Linked DNA regions of Arachis hypogaea: region 1 is linked to region 2. The links are chromatin contacts, called in public Hi-C maps. All regions are on one chromosome and are shown on one strand. Each heading gives the region's core, a stretch centred on a gene start, on an enhancer-like site or on the middle of the called end of the contact. The rest is flanking DNA. Distances are from core to core; before and after follow the strand shown.

Evidence for each region. Hi-C and Micro-C count contacts between places; a contact is called where the count stands out from the background.
Region 1: a Hi-C map of leaf shows a contact between it and region 2, with 5 times the contacts expected there. The contact joins the promoter of LOC112790563 here to the promoter of LOC112790561 in region 2. A contact is called at or near these places in 3 of 8 Hi-C or Micro-C datasets (leaf and an unstated tissue).

Annotation. Positions count from the first base shown.
Region 1 is chr3:84,191,454-84,197,679 of arahy.Tifrunner.gnm2.J5K5, forward strand. LOC112790563 (peptidyl-prolyl cis-trans isomerase CYP28, chloroplastic) reads left to right here and starts at 2,622. Exons shown (of 2, transcript XM_025833015.3): 1 at 2,622-3,434; 2 at 4,605-4,917. The coding sequence starts at 2,753. The coding sequence ends at 4,813.
Region 2 is chr3:83,957,038-83,963,111 of arahy.Tifrunner.gnm2.J5K5, forward strand. It overlaps LOC112790561 (homeobox protein knotted-1-like 2), which reads right to left and starts at 1,967. Exons shown (of 6, transcript XM_072233153.1): 1 at 1,045-1,967. The coding sequence starts at 1,575. LOC112790562 (rhicadhesin receptor) reads left to right here and starts at 5,413. Exons shown (of 2, transcript XM_025833014.3): 1 at 5,413-5,862. The coding sequence starts at 5,751.

The DNA.
Region 1 (6,226 bases), core at 1,372-3,871, 240 kb after region 2:
CACGTGTTTACACGCTCTATTTAATGAAGGTATTTTTTGTTGGGCCTAGGCCAACTTGGTTGGCATGGTTGCCAAAAATACTTGTATGTATAACACAACTAAAATATTTTTTAAGACTAATAATTATTAAGATTAATGATCAAATTAATTCTTTTAGGATGGATCGTTCTTTAAATTTATCTTTATAAATTTTTATCAATCAAATTAATTCTTCAAATATTATAAATTAATTATATTTGTCCTTCTATCACTTCATTAACAATTTTCATTAAACATGGATAATTTGAAACGTTAATTAACAGCATATATGATACCTAATATATTTAGAGTTTTAGATGCTAACTAAATATATGTATAAAAATCTATCAATTTAATTTTTTTCAATTACATAAACTCTAATTTCAATATAACGTATGACTAAATTGATAGATTTTCATAAAATTAATATTTAATTGAACACGCCAAGTGTTATGGATGCTGCTAGTTAATGTTCCACATCAATTATTAAAGAAAACTATTAGTTGAATGACATAAAGACAGTGTAATTAATTTGTAATTTTTAGCGGACTATTGAATTGATAAATTTTTTAAAAAATAAATTTAAAAACAATCATTTTTTATGAATTAATTTGAGCATTAACCCAGAATTATTATTTAAAGACTCAATGCGGCTCTTGTTCATTTTCACGAAAGATAAGGCACCCCTTGATTAAAAAAATGGGACATTTCAGCGCTCAACATTTTTATTTTAGGATAATATGCTTCTTCTGTTAAAAAATCTGTTAAATAATAATAAAAAATATTTTTGTGAGATTTTTTGTAATTTGTGGGAAATTTAAACTCACACAAACTATGAATAAATTTATTTTTGAAAAATTTTTTCACCGGTGGTGATAAAATAGAGAAAGACCATTGTTGAAAATGATGTCACAGAAAAGAAAAAGTAATTGCAGTACAAAGAATTTTTAAAAGAAAAAAATAGTATCGAATAAAAAATGAAATAAGATAACATTAATATTGATGATATTTGTATTGGTGATTATTACAATAGAGAAGATAACAATGGTAATAAAGTATGATTACACAATAAAAATAGTAGAAATAAAAATGATAATGATGAGGATGAAAAAAGTGATAGTACTAATCATGTAGTTAGTCACCATAGTTATATTATTAAAAAGAATTTTGTAAATGTTTAAAACTCCTACAAATTAAAAATAAAATTTTTAAAAAATTAAATAGATTTTTTACTAGAAAAATCATATTATTGTAAAATAAAAATATTAACAACGGGGAGTTTTTTTTTTAAATAAAAAACATCTGCCTCTTTGTGAAAATGGATAACATGATTACTCGTTACTCTATTATTTATAAACAAATCCAATTTCAAGGGGTGTGTTTGGCAAATTTGTTTGAAGAGAAAAAGCACGTTTAAATTCATTGAAAGTTTCAATTATTTGTTTGACTAACTTTTGATTTGCCAAACGTAGAAGTGATTTTGATGTCAAACCCGAGTTTGCCAGAAGCAACAATTTCTAACTTCTGCATTTCACTAACGGGCTTTTAGCCATTTACATTAAACATCTATCTTTTCTTTACCAATTTTATACTTCAGACATGTTATTGTATTATTTATGGAATTCTTATTATTTCTCCTTATATGAACTCTCTTTTTCTATTATTTATTATTTTTATTTTTTTGTTAAATTTTTATTTGACATTATACACTCTTATAATTGTGATTTTTTATATTATATTTATTATTATCTTTTCATAATATAATTTATTGATCACATTAGGTAAAGTTTAATTAAACAAAAAAATTACCCATAAATAATAATAATAGTAAAAAATTATAGGTACTAAAAAAGAGTACTAAAAGAACTAAAGATATACTATATAAAATACATCATCAAGAACTTTTAGATTTGTTTCCATCTCTACCAGGATAAATATTTAATTTTATTATTTTTAGTATTCTTTTGTATAATTATAATTCTGGTATATACAATTTTTTATTGTAATTTTTTTATAATATAAATTATGATTCCATTAAAAAAAAGATAAATTAAATAAAAAATTAATCATAGATATTAATAAAATTATAAACGTTGGATTCCAAAATAATGTTAAGAATAAGATTATTGAGAGTATTAAAACAAAAATACAATGTTAAAAAAATACTAAATTAATATTTTCACGTTAATATTTAAAATTTGAAAAAATATAATATATTTGATTAAATACTCTTATATATATAATTCATATTTCTTATTTTTAATATACAATATATTTTGCTAATTTTTATATGTTATTTTTATTTTAATAAATAAATATTAATTTTATTATAAAATTAATTAATAAAATTATTCAAATATCTAAATTAAAATAATTGGATAATATAAAAAAATTTATTTAAGTTAATGACTATTTTAGTAATTTTTTTATCTAAAAGTAATTTTAAATAGTGTAATCCAAACAATATTTATTTTACTATAATCCATTTTGATATAAAGATAGCCAAACATAAATCATTTCAATACAAATTTACTTTTCATCAAAATCAAGTTTGCAAAATCAATTTTATACAAACTCCCATTTATAAACTGTAATCCAAACACACACAAGAACAGATAATTTTATGAAGCACAGTATAACTGAGTCTCAGAAGTAGACCCCACTGGCATCCTCTAGTTTTCTCCGCCGCATAACTGAACGTCCGAACCCGAACCATGTTCACTTGGTCGCGTCCATGGGCTTCTCTCTAACACCAACCCCTACCTCTCTCCTCCACCACCCCAACCTCACACGCCGCTCCCTCCTCTTCCTCGCCACCACTACCACCACCCTCTCCGTCCCTCTCGCCCCTACCCTCTCCGCCACCACCACCACACCACCCCAGCCTCCCAACCCCACCATCACCGACCGCATCTTCATGGACTTCAGCCTCTGTCCCAACTACTTCCTCCCCAACCGCACCCTCGGTGACAACCTCTCCACCCTCTGCTCCGAGTCCACCCCACTGGGGCGCATCGTCCTGGGCCTCTACGGCAACCTCCTCCCCCTAACCGTCTCAAATTTCAAGTCCATGTGCCTCGGCTCCAACTCCAGCGCTTCCTCCTACAAGAACACTCTCGTCCACAAGATCTTTCCTGGACGCTACTTCCTTGCCGGCCGGCAGGGCAGGCCTGACAAGGGCGAGGTCCGCCCACCCCATGACCTCGCCCGTAATACCGAGACTGTCGACTCTAAGGCCTTCTCCCTGATGCACTCACGGCCCGGTGTCGTTTCGCTCTCGCTTTCCGAGAACGACGACGATGACGAGATCAAGCTTGACCCTGGTTACCGCAACGTTGAGTTCCTGATCACCACTGGACCTGGCCCTTGCCCTGACCTTGATTATAAGAACATTGTCTTTGGAACCGTGCTAGAAGGTAAATCAATTTTCCATGCTATGGAATTTGTTGGAATGTTAGTTTGTTATAGTATCAAATTGAACAGAGAGAAAAAGGGAGGGGGGAGAAGGAAATACAATTACAAAAAATGAAAATGAAAATGATAAGGCTGATTAGTAGTACTGGTAAGAAGTTCAATAAAACCTCCTCAATTATACTAGATGTATTCCAAAATTAGTTACTAATATAAAATACATATTGAAATACAAATACATATTAAAAATAAATTAAACAACAAATGGATTTGTATACAAATATTCGGTGTACACATATCATTTATGAAACTCATGTATTCCCTGGTATCCTAACTTTGATACAGAGTGAAACTTGCTTCATATATTTTTTTGACTCATAATGAGTGAAATCAAATCCCTACTTTAATGGTTCTTCTTAGGTCGTCAAATGCTAAGTGTTAGTAAATAAGTATTTCAGTATGCTAAGTGTAGACTGTGTAGTGTGTTAAATGCTTGAACAGGATTGCTTTTCTCTGGTTCTAATAAAAAAAAATGCTATAACTATAGTTATCAGCAGTTGAGTGTGCTATAGGATGTTAATTTGGTATAGCAAAATAAAAGCATGCCTACCAGAAGGAAATTAAATGGTATACAATCTAAATATGTGAAGTCGACTACATCGGTTACAATGTTTCATTTGTCAGCCTGAAAGGACATATGAAGGATATTTAGGAAGCGTAAGGATAGAGAAGAATAAATGAGAAAGAGGAATTATCAGAATGGGGGTTTTGGCATATCACATTCAACTTTCCCATGGTTTTTCCTTATAATTTGTGTACTTGTACATGGAATAAGAAATTGTTTATAGTCCTGGACTCAATACTATTACGTTGAGTTTACTGGTTGTGGCTAATTTTTACTGACGAGTCGAATTGAACAACTCTAAATTGGTTGGTTGTGTTTACTTTAAGAAACTATGAATTCTTTCTGCAGTGAATACTTCAAAAAAAAAATAAGATTTGACCTTTTGTTGTCCATAGTTCTATACAGTGAATGAATGTATTAATCTGATGTCACGATATGAATTGAAGTCTTGTAGTATTTGATCATTATATAGGCTGGATGCTAAGTTACATGAGTACCATTTTCGGTCGCCCTTACCAAGTGCTCAGTTTGTGTTTGAATCTAATCGCAGGTTTGGACGTTGTCACAGCGATAGCTTCCATTCCAACTTACCAACCATCTGAACGAATTCGCCAGTTTAATGACTTGGCTGAGTTTTTTGGAGATGAAAGGGCTCAGAATGCTCGTGCCACATGGAACAGGCCACTTACAACTGTCTACATTAGTGACTGTGGAGAGCTAAAAGTTACACATCCTCCCCTCTCACCATCTCTTCCATAATTTCTTTTCATGTATATATAATTTCAGATGACTTCATAGAACTGGTGTTTGTAAAATCATACTCGAATTCTTTTCAAGGTAATAACACTATTTTTTATTTAAAAGATTCTCTTTTTTTATTTTTAATTTTAAAAATTCCATTCTCTCCATTTTCTTGTTTTTAACATTACCTGATGTGTCTGAGGAGGGTTTGTGTTCTTTAGAAACGAATCTCATGCGGGTTTACTGATGAGACTTTCTTAACTTTAAGCATAAATTTTTTTCTGATTTCCACAGATTTATTCCCTGGCTTTGTTGAAGTGTGTTGTGAAATCTATATTTTCTTTATTTAGATCACTTGCCTAATTGTCAAAACGCAATTGGCAACATTTATACGCCACTTGACTATTTTGTTGTTACCACATTGCCCTTGTATACACTAGATTGAGCTCCGCAAATTGCTACATACCCTAAGTAACATATAGATGAAGAAACACCCCAATAGGATTTTGGATGCAGAATGTTGCATCATTTTCCGGTGGTGTTTAAGATCCTCCTTCATTGACAACCAGCACGTAACATGATTCATTCTCACATTTCCTCAACACCAAAGTGTATAAATTGAGTCCAACTAGAAAACTAACTTTTGGAGTTTTGGTAACTAATTTCAACCTTTTTTTAGTTTCTTTTTTATCCTTATAGTGACGCTCTCTTTTTACCCCTCTTCTTCCTCGTATCACTCATCACCACCAGCATCACAACCTTACCTCTCCCCATCAGCTGTCCTTCGTCGGCCACCTTTGCTGAGCACTCTCTGGTGCCATCTTGCTAGCAGCCACACTTTAGTGGTCACTTGCCAAAAAATTTAACAAACTAAAATTAGATTAAACACTCCCAATTAAAAAATTTAAAATCTAAGACTACATTTGGAAGAGAGAATGACAGAAACGGAGACAAATTTAAAAATAGAAATTAAATTTTTGTATTATATTTGATGTGAAATGTATATATCTTATTTAGTTTAAGATAAATATAGAAATTGAAACAAAAAAAATTATTTAAATATCTTTGTTAATGGACGGATTAGTGAACCGGTTGGAGAGGGAGGAAGCTGAAACCTTAGAGGCGCTACCATCAGTAGAGGAAGTGAAGGAGGCAGTATGGGATTGTGAATCTTCTAAGACTACAAGGAGTGATGGATACAACATGAATTTTATAAAAAAAAAAAAAGTGTTGAAACGAGATAGGAACGGAATTCACGGCAGCTGTTATGGAGTTCTTTGAGACAGCACGACTACCAGCAAATGCTAATGTCACATGGGTAGCGTTGGCTCTTAAATTCGTGGGTGCTAAGGAGATAAAAGATCTTAGACCTATCAGTATGGTAGGGTGTGTCTATAAGATTATCTCTAAATTGATGACACGACGAATGAT
Region 2 (6,074 bases), core at 717-3,216:
AATTGTATCTCCCTTGCATTTTTTTAACAAAGTTCTATTTAGTATTTAATCACTTGATTTTTTATTGTAACAGTTTCTTTTATAATAATAATAATATTTAAACGAATTTTTTTAAATTAAATAAATTTAATATTTATCAAATTATATAAAAAAGTATTTGCCAAATTATAAAAAAGATAAAGAACTAGACCATAACTCAACCTAAAAAAGTAAACAGAGAATAGGAGAATAAATAGGAAGAGGGCTGGCCAACAAGTGGCAGCACATGATGAGGATGTTGTAGCTTCGAGCAGCAAAGCGGGACACGGGGACGGAGGCAAGCTAACAGAGAAGTGAAAGAAAGTTGGAAAGGAAGACTTTTTGAGTTTTCAAAAATATAAAAACAAACCACAAATGCACAAACAAGAAAAAACATCCATACTCGCCATTTTCCTGTTTTGAATTTTAATTGATATTATATCTCATATTTAATTTTAATATTTTTATTGAGTTTAAATTAAATAATGATAAATAATAAATTATAATTTGAATTTTAAATAATATTAAATAACTAATTAATAATTATTAATATAATTTACTAATTTTAAAATTAATTAAATTAAATTAAACTAATTTTACTAAATATAATTTGCTAATGTAAAATTTTATCATTAAAAATTAATATAAATATATCGAATAAGCGTTTTTATCCGATTTTGACCATGGTCATCCCCTTTTTCTACCTCAAATAAAAAATGATTTTGATATTTAATATTATTTGAATTTACTTTGCAAAATAATAATTTTTTAATTTATTTAAAAAAAATTCCAAAACATGATAATAGGTACTACGATAATTTTGAGAAGAGCAATATCAGGGACCAGTAATTTTTGTGATTGTTAGCCATTAATTAATTATCAATAATGATTTAATGATGTAAAATTAGTGTGAGATTTTATTTAATAATTCACCTTTTTCTACTAGTTACATACTGGCCAAAATTCAATAAAATTGCTGGTCCTAGACTTTTCCACTTTGAGAATAAGTTGAGGAAAGAGACAAACCATGAAGTTATCAAGCTCCTTCTCATCGAGAGCACCATTATTCCCATGCGCAGAGTACTTCTCCACCACGCGCTGCGACTGCTGCAACTGAGCGTCGATTCTCGGTAGCTGGTCAACGGGCGTCGCGATCCTCAGACACGACACGTGCGCCGACAGCAGCTGCTCGTATAGCGGGTGTCCTAGGATGTCCGCCTTGTACTCCGCCGCATCCTCTGAGTCGCAGTTGTTACTTTCCGTCATCGTCCGCTGCTGCTGGAGGTAGTTCTTCCGATGATCCATGCTCTTCTCCGCTGACGTAGCTTCCGCCGCCATCATGTCTCGAACGTCGTCGTTTCGTGCCGACGACGCGTTCGGCTGAAGGTGCAGGAAATTCTGCTGCCGGACGTTGTTCAGCCACGTCGGAGCCGGTCCTCCATCGCCGGCGCCGGAGAGAGTTAGCATCCTCTGCATGTCTCTGTTGTGATTTAAATGTTGCTCGTCCGTGAAGGACTGAAAAGTAATTTCGTGTGGTTGGTGGTCGCGAAAAGCCATGTTTTGTTAACTAGAATTTTTTTTTTCTTTTTTAACCTTGATTTCTGACTACATTTAATTGATTCCCGTATCAGTGAGATGGAAGAGAAGAAGGAAGAGATGGAATTTGAAGAGTGACGGTGAAGATTATTGAAGAATCAAGAACTAAGAATAAGTGACGAGATTGAAGACAGGGCTTTGAGGAAGGAAAAGGAAGTGGTTTGGAAAAACACCTTTTTGTTTTTCTGGGGAGAAGACTTTTTTTCTTTTGAAGGGAAAGACACGAACATCGAGGGAGGGAATGAACAAAGGGTGGGATTGATGATAACGTGGGTGGAAAATTGTGGTGCCACCTTATTGGAGATTTTTTTTTCCAGCTGTAATAAGACAAAGATTAATCAATCATCGGACATGTTAGCTAATAGTAATATTATACGTCTATTTTTTTAAATTAAATTTAACTAAATTAAAAATAAGACTTAAAATAATATTAATTATAATTAAATTTTATTATATTAAATTAATTTAGTTAAATTTAATTAATAAAAAAATTTAAATATAAAATATTATTTGCTATTCTTGTTTGTTTAACCAAGTCAATGAGAATTGGGAAATAGTAATACTGTGGCGCTTTTTAGTTTTTATAGAAAAAAAATAAAGGGTAAAGTTTATTTTGGGCATAATTCTATTTTAGTTTTTAAAGTGCTTTATTTGAATTAAAAAAAATATTTAATATTAATTTAGTTCTACAGTAAGGTCAAATTTAAATAATTAGCGTAATGTTTTACATAACAACAGTACAATAATAAAATCGATAATTTGGAGAACAAATACAAGCTCTAGAGGCACAAAATTAACCGTTGATGATTTAATACATTTATTTGTTATTCTTTTTAGTTTTATAAAAAAATATTTTATTTATATTAAAAGAAAAATAATAAATAAATGTATTGATGTATCAACTGTTGATTTTGTGTCTTTAGAGCTTGTACTTGTTATCCAGATTATAGATTTTGTTCTTGTACTGTTGTTATGTAGGATATTTCGTTAATTATTTAATTTTGACTTCAGTAGAACTAAATTGATGCTAAATAAAATATTTTTATATTCAAATAGAATACTTTAAATCTTAAAGATCAAAACAGAATTATGTTCAAATATAGAATATCAATTTAATACTTTACCCAAAAATAAATGAGAAAAAATCAAATAAGATAAAATAAAACATATTTCTATATCATAAAAAATACACAAAAAATTACATAAAAATTAATACAAAAAATATTTATCTTAATTAAATGTTTATGTCTCATTTTTATAGTTTTTATTCTTACAAATAATTTAAGTTGAGGATTATGACCATATCGTTACCAATACAGACGCACTTGGCATCTTAGCGACGTGGTTTTTTTTGTTTTATATTTTTATAAACAATCATGATAATTATATCCTAGAATTAGTTATTAGAAGAAAATATATATTAAAAAAATTAAATATATATTAAGATGAGGCCACTATCCTCTAGTACAACACTCCACGTTCCTATCTTTGAGGACAACACCAAAAATAAATCTATAATCAAATTTTTTGGCCAACTTTTTATCAAACCATATATAATAATTTGCTTTTGGTGACTAACCATATACAATAATTGAAGCCCAAAAAAAAAACCATATATAATAATTATATATCTCTATTTCGTTTTGTCCTTATTTTTTACATATAAAAGAGGAAAAAATATCAGGAATGGGTCACTACTAAAGTCGCTAGGTGGTGGATAGGATATAAAAATGGGTGGTAATAGGTGATGGTAGGTGCAGATTAGGGATTGGCACAAGAATAGTAAATAGCTAGAGAGCTAAAATTTCCATGGCACAGCCAGGGTAAGGTACCCTTTTGCTGTTTGTTTTCTTTTGCAATGATGGAAATGAGAAGTTACTTTTCCTTTTTCCTAGTTACCTTCTTTCTCACATTTCAAACTGTTCACGGCGCATTGCATTTACTCATCCGAGAAGAGGACCCAAAAGGTGGCAAGGGGATGGGCCGGGCACTACCAAACCCGAAAGGGACGCGAGCAACCATTGTTGACACGTGGCGGCAGGAGGTTTCATGGACCACAACGTAGTACTGGAAAGGCTTAGGAGTGCGGGTCATAGGAGTAGTGAAACAGGGTCGTATTGACTGCAAACAATGGCACATTGGCTAGGAAGGGTGCGAAGTTGAATTTCACTGTGCTATACTGATATTTCAGCTGCCTCTTTAGCTTTAGAGAGGTAGAAGGTGCTGGCGGCAGAGAGAGAAAGACAAAGACAGGTCACGCGCGACTGTTTCGTGGTCCCCAAGTCCCTTGCGTTATATCTAACGGCAATTTCAGTTTGTGTTTGTAAAAATTTAAAGATGTTTGCTACGGTACGATAATAAATTCATTTGTACTGATACGTTTAAAATATAGACAAATAATAATAAAATATGTAGAATTTAGTTTTCACGTCAGCATTTATTTTTTTTTTAAATATATAGTATATCACCTCTTTTACTAAAACATTATTTTAATTAAATAAAAATAAAAAATATTTATTTATTTAATTTTATAAAAAGATTTAAACATCCTTTTTTTATTTGATTATACATAAATACCCTTTTAAATTAATCAAATTTTAAAATTCAATTAATCCTAATTTTATAATTTCAAATAATTGAAACAACAAAACAAAAACATATTAAAAAAACAAAAAATTAAAATCGTCTATGTTAAACATATTAAAAAACAAAAAACTAAAATTGTTTTTCATCTAAGGTTCAGAAACCTTCCCGTTCACATCTCTAAAGGTTTCAGTCTTCTTCATCTTCTTCTCTCCTCTTCCTATCCTCTACCTCGGTCTCTCTCTGCTCCTGAATCTCTCTCATCTGTCTCTGCGTCTCTGCATTGCACACAAGACGCCATCGTTTTGCTGGGATGCCCTAGCCAATTACCCAACCTAGCAACCTTAGCTCCACACAACGGCAAACGCGAATCCATCCCTCCCATCACCCTCGAACTCCTCCTTCCTCTCTCCGTCATCGATCTCACTCCTTCACCTCCGTCCATCTCCCGCCGCCGTCGCCGAAACGAGCTTCGAAGCCACCGTCGGTATCGCGCAGCTCTGTTCGACCATCGTGTAGCTACTGTTTCAGCTTTGAAAGCACCGTCGCGCAGCTCGGTTCCATTCACCGTCTCCTGCACTCCCACCGGCACCGAACAACAACAGCTCGACTTCCAAGATCCCCCTCCTTCTTCTGCCGTAGATTGCGTCGGCACCGGCCAAGACGTCGAGTGCGTTGCACCCTTTGCCAATGAAGAACAGGGACAAAATGGCACCGTATCGTTATCTTCGGAGAACAATAAGGAACAAGGTATCAGTCTGTACCCAAAATAAACTAGTAACAATTTCCCTAACTAACTAATAACTAACTGTAAGTCTGCAAATGTCAGTAACGGACCACACTACTAACTAATAACTGTCAGCAACAAAAGAAATCTGTTTAACTAAAGTTATCTTGTGTGTGGATTGAAGAAGGTGAATCATTGAAGTGCCTTGCGGAAGGGCTTTGGGAATTGACAGTGCTGGTATCACCGTTCTTCTTCTGGGGAACTGCAATGGTGGCTATGAAGGAGGTGATTCCAAGGACAGGCCTGTTCTTTGTGTCGGCGTTCCGGCTAATACCTGCCGGGTTCCTCCTCATCGGGTTCGCTGCTTGAAGGGGAAGACCGTTCCCTTCGGGACTCAATGCCTGGCTCTCAATCTCTCTCTTTGCATTAGTTGATGCAGCTTGCTTTCAGGTTTGTTCATATCTTATGCTCTCAAAAGTTATGAAATTTTCCATGGCAGTATATTTGTTACTTCGTTAGTTTGTTTGTTTAGAATGAAGGGGAATTGAAAGCAATGCTAATTGATTGGAATGCTTTAAGAATTGGCATATTGCATGCTTTAATTCCAAACTCATTCAGTATTGAAATTCAACTCATGATCATCCTTTTGTCTCTGTTCTAAGTCTTCTTCTCACCTTTGTGCCTTTCTATATAAATACTGAAAACCTCATTAACTTATTCCAACTTGCCCAAAGCATTTAAAGCAATACACATTTTCTTCTTCTCTTTTTTGTTTTCTTTCATCCCACCCAAATTTGTTTCCTCATTCTTGGGTTCATAGTTAACCATGAAGTTCATAGGGTCAGCGTTAGCGGTGACTTTTGCTCTGGTTTTAGCCTCAACCTCAGCATCAGATCCTGATGCTCTTCAAGACCTCTGTGTTGCAGACATTGCATCTGGTATATCTTATATTTCTCTATCTATCTCTTCTCCTTTGATGTTTCTATTCTCATGTGATATGTGTGTCTGGAACAACAACAACATAATAATCATTATATTTGATCCTTTGGTTTTCTTTCAATTAACTCCAACTAACTCACTATTAGGCCTACCAACTACTTTAATATTGCTTCCTTTTTCATAATATGGTGCACCCACTTGCATATTACTA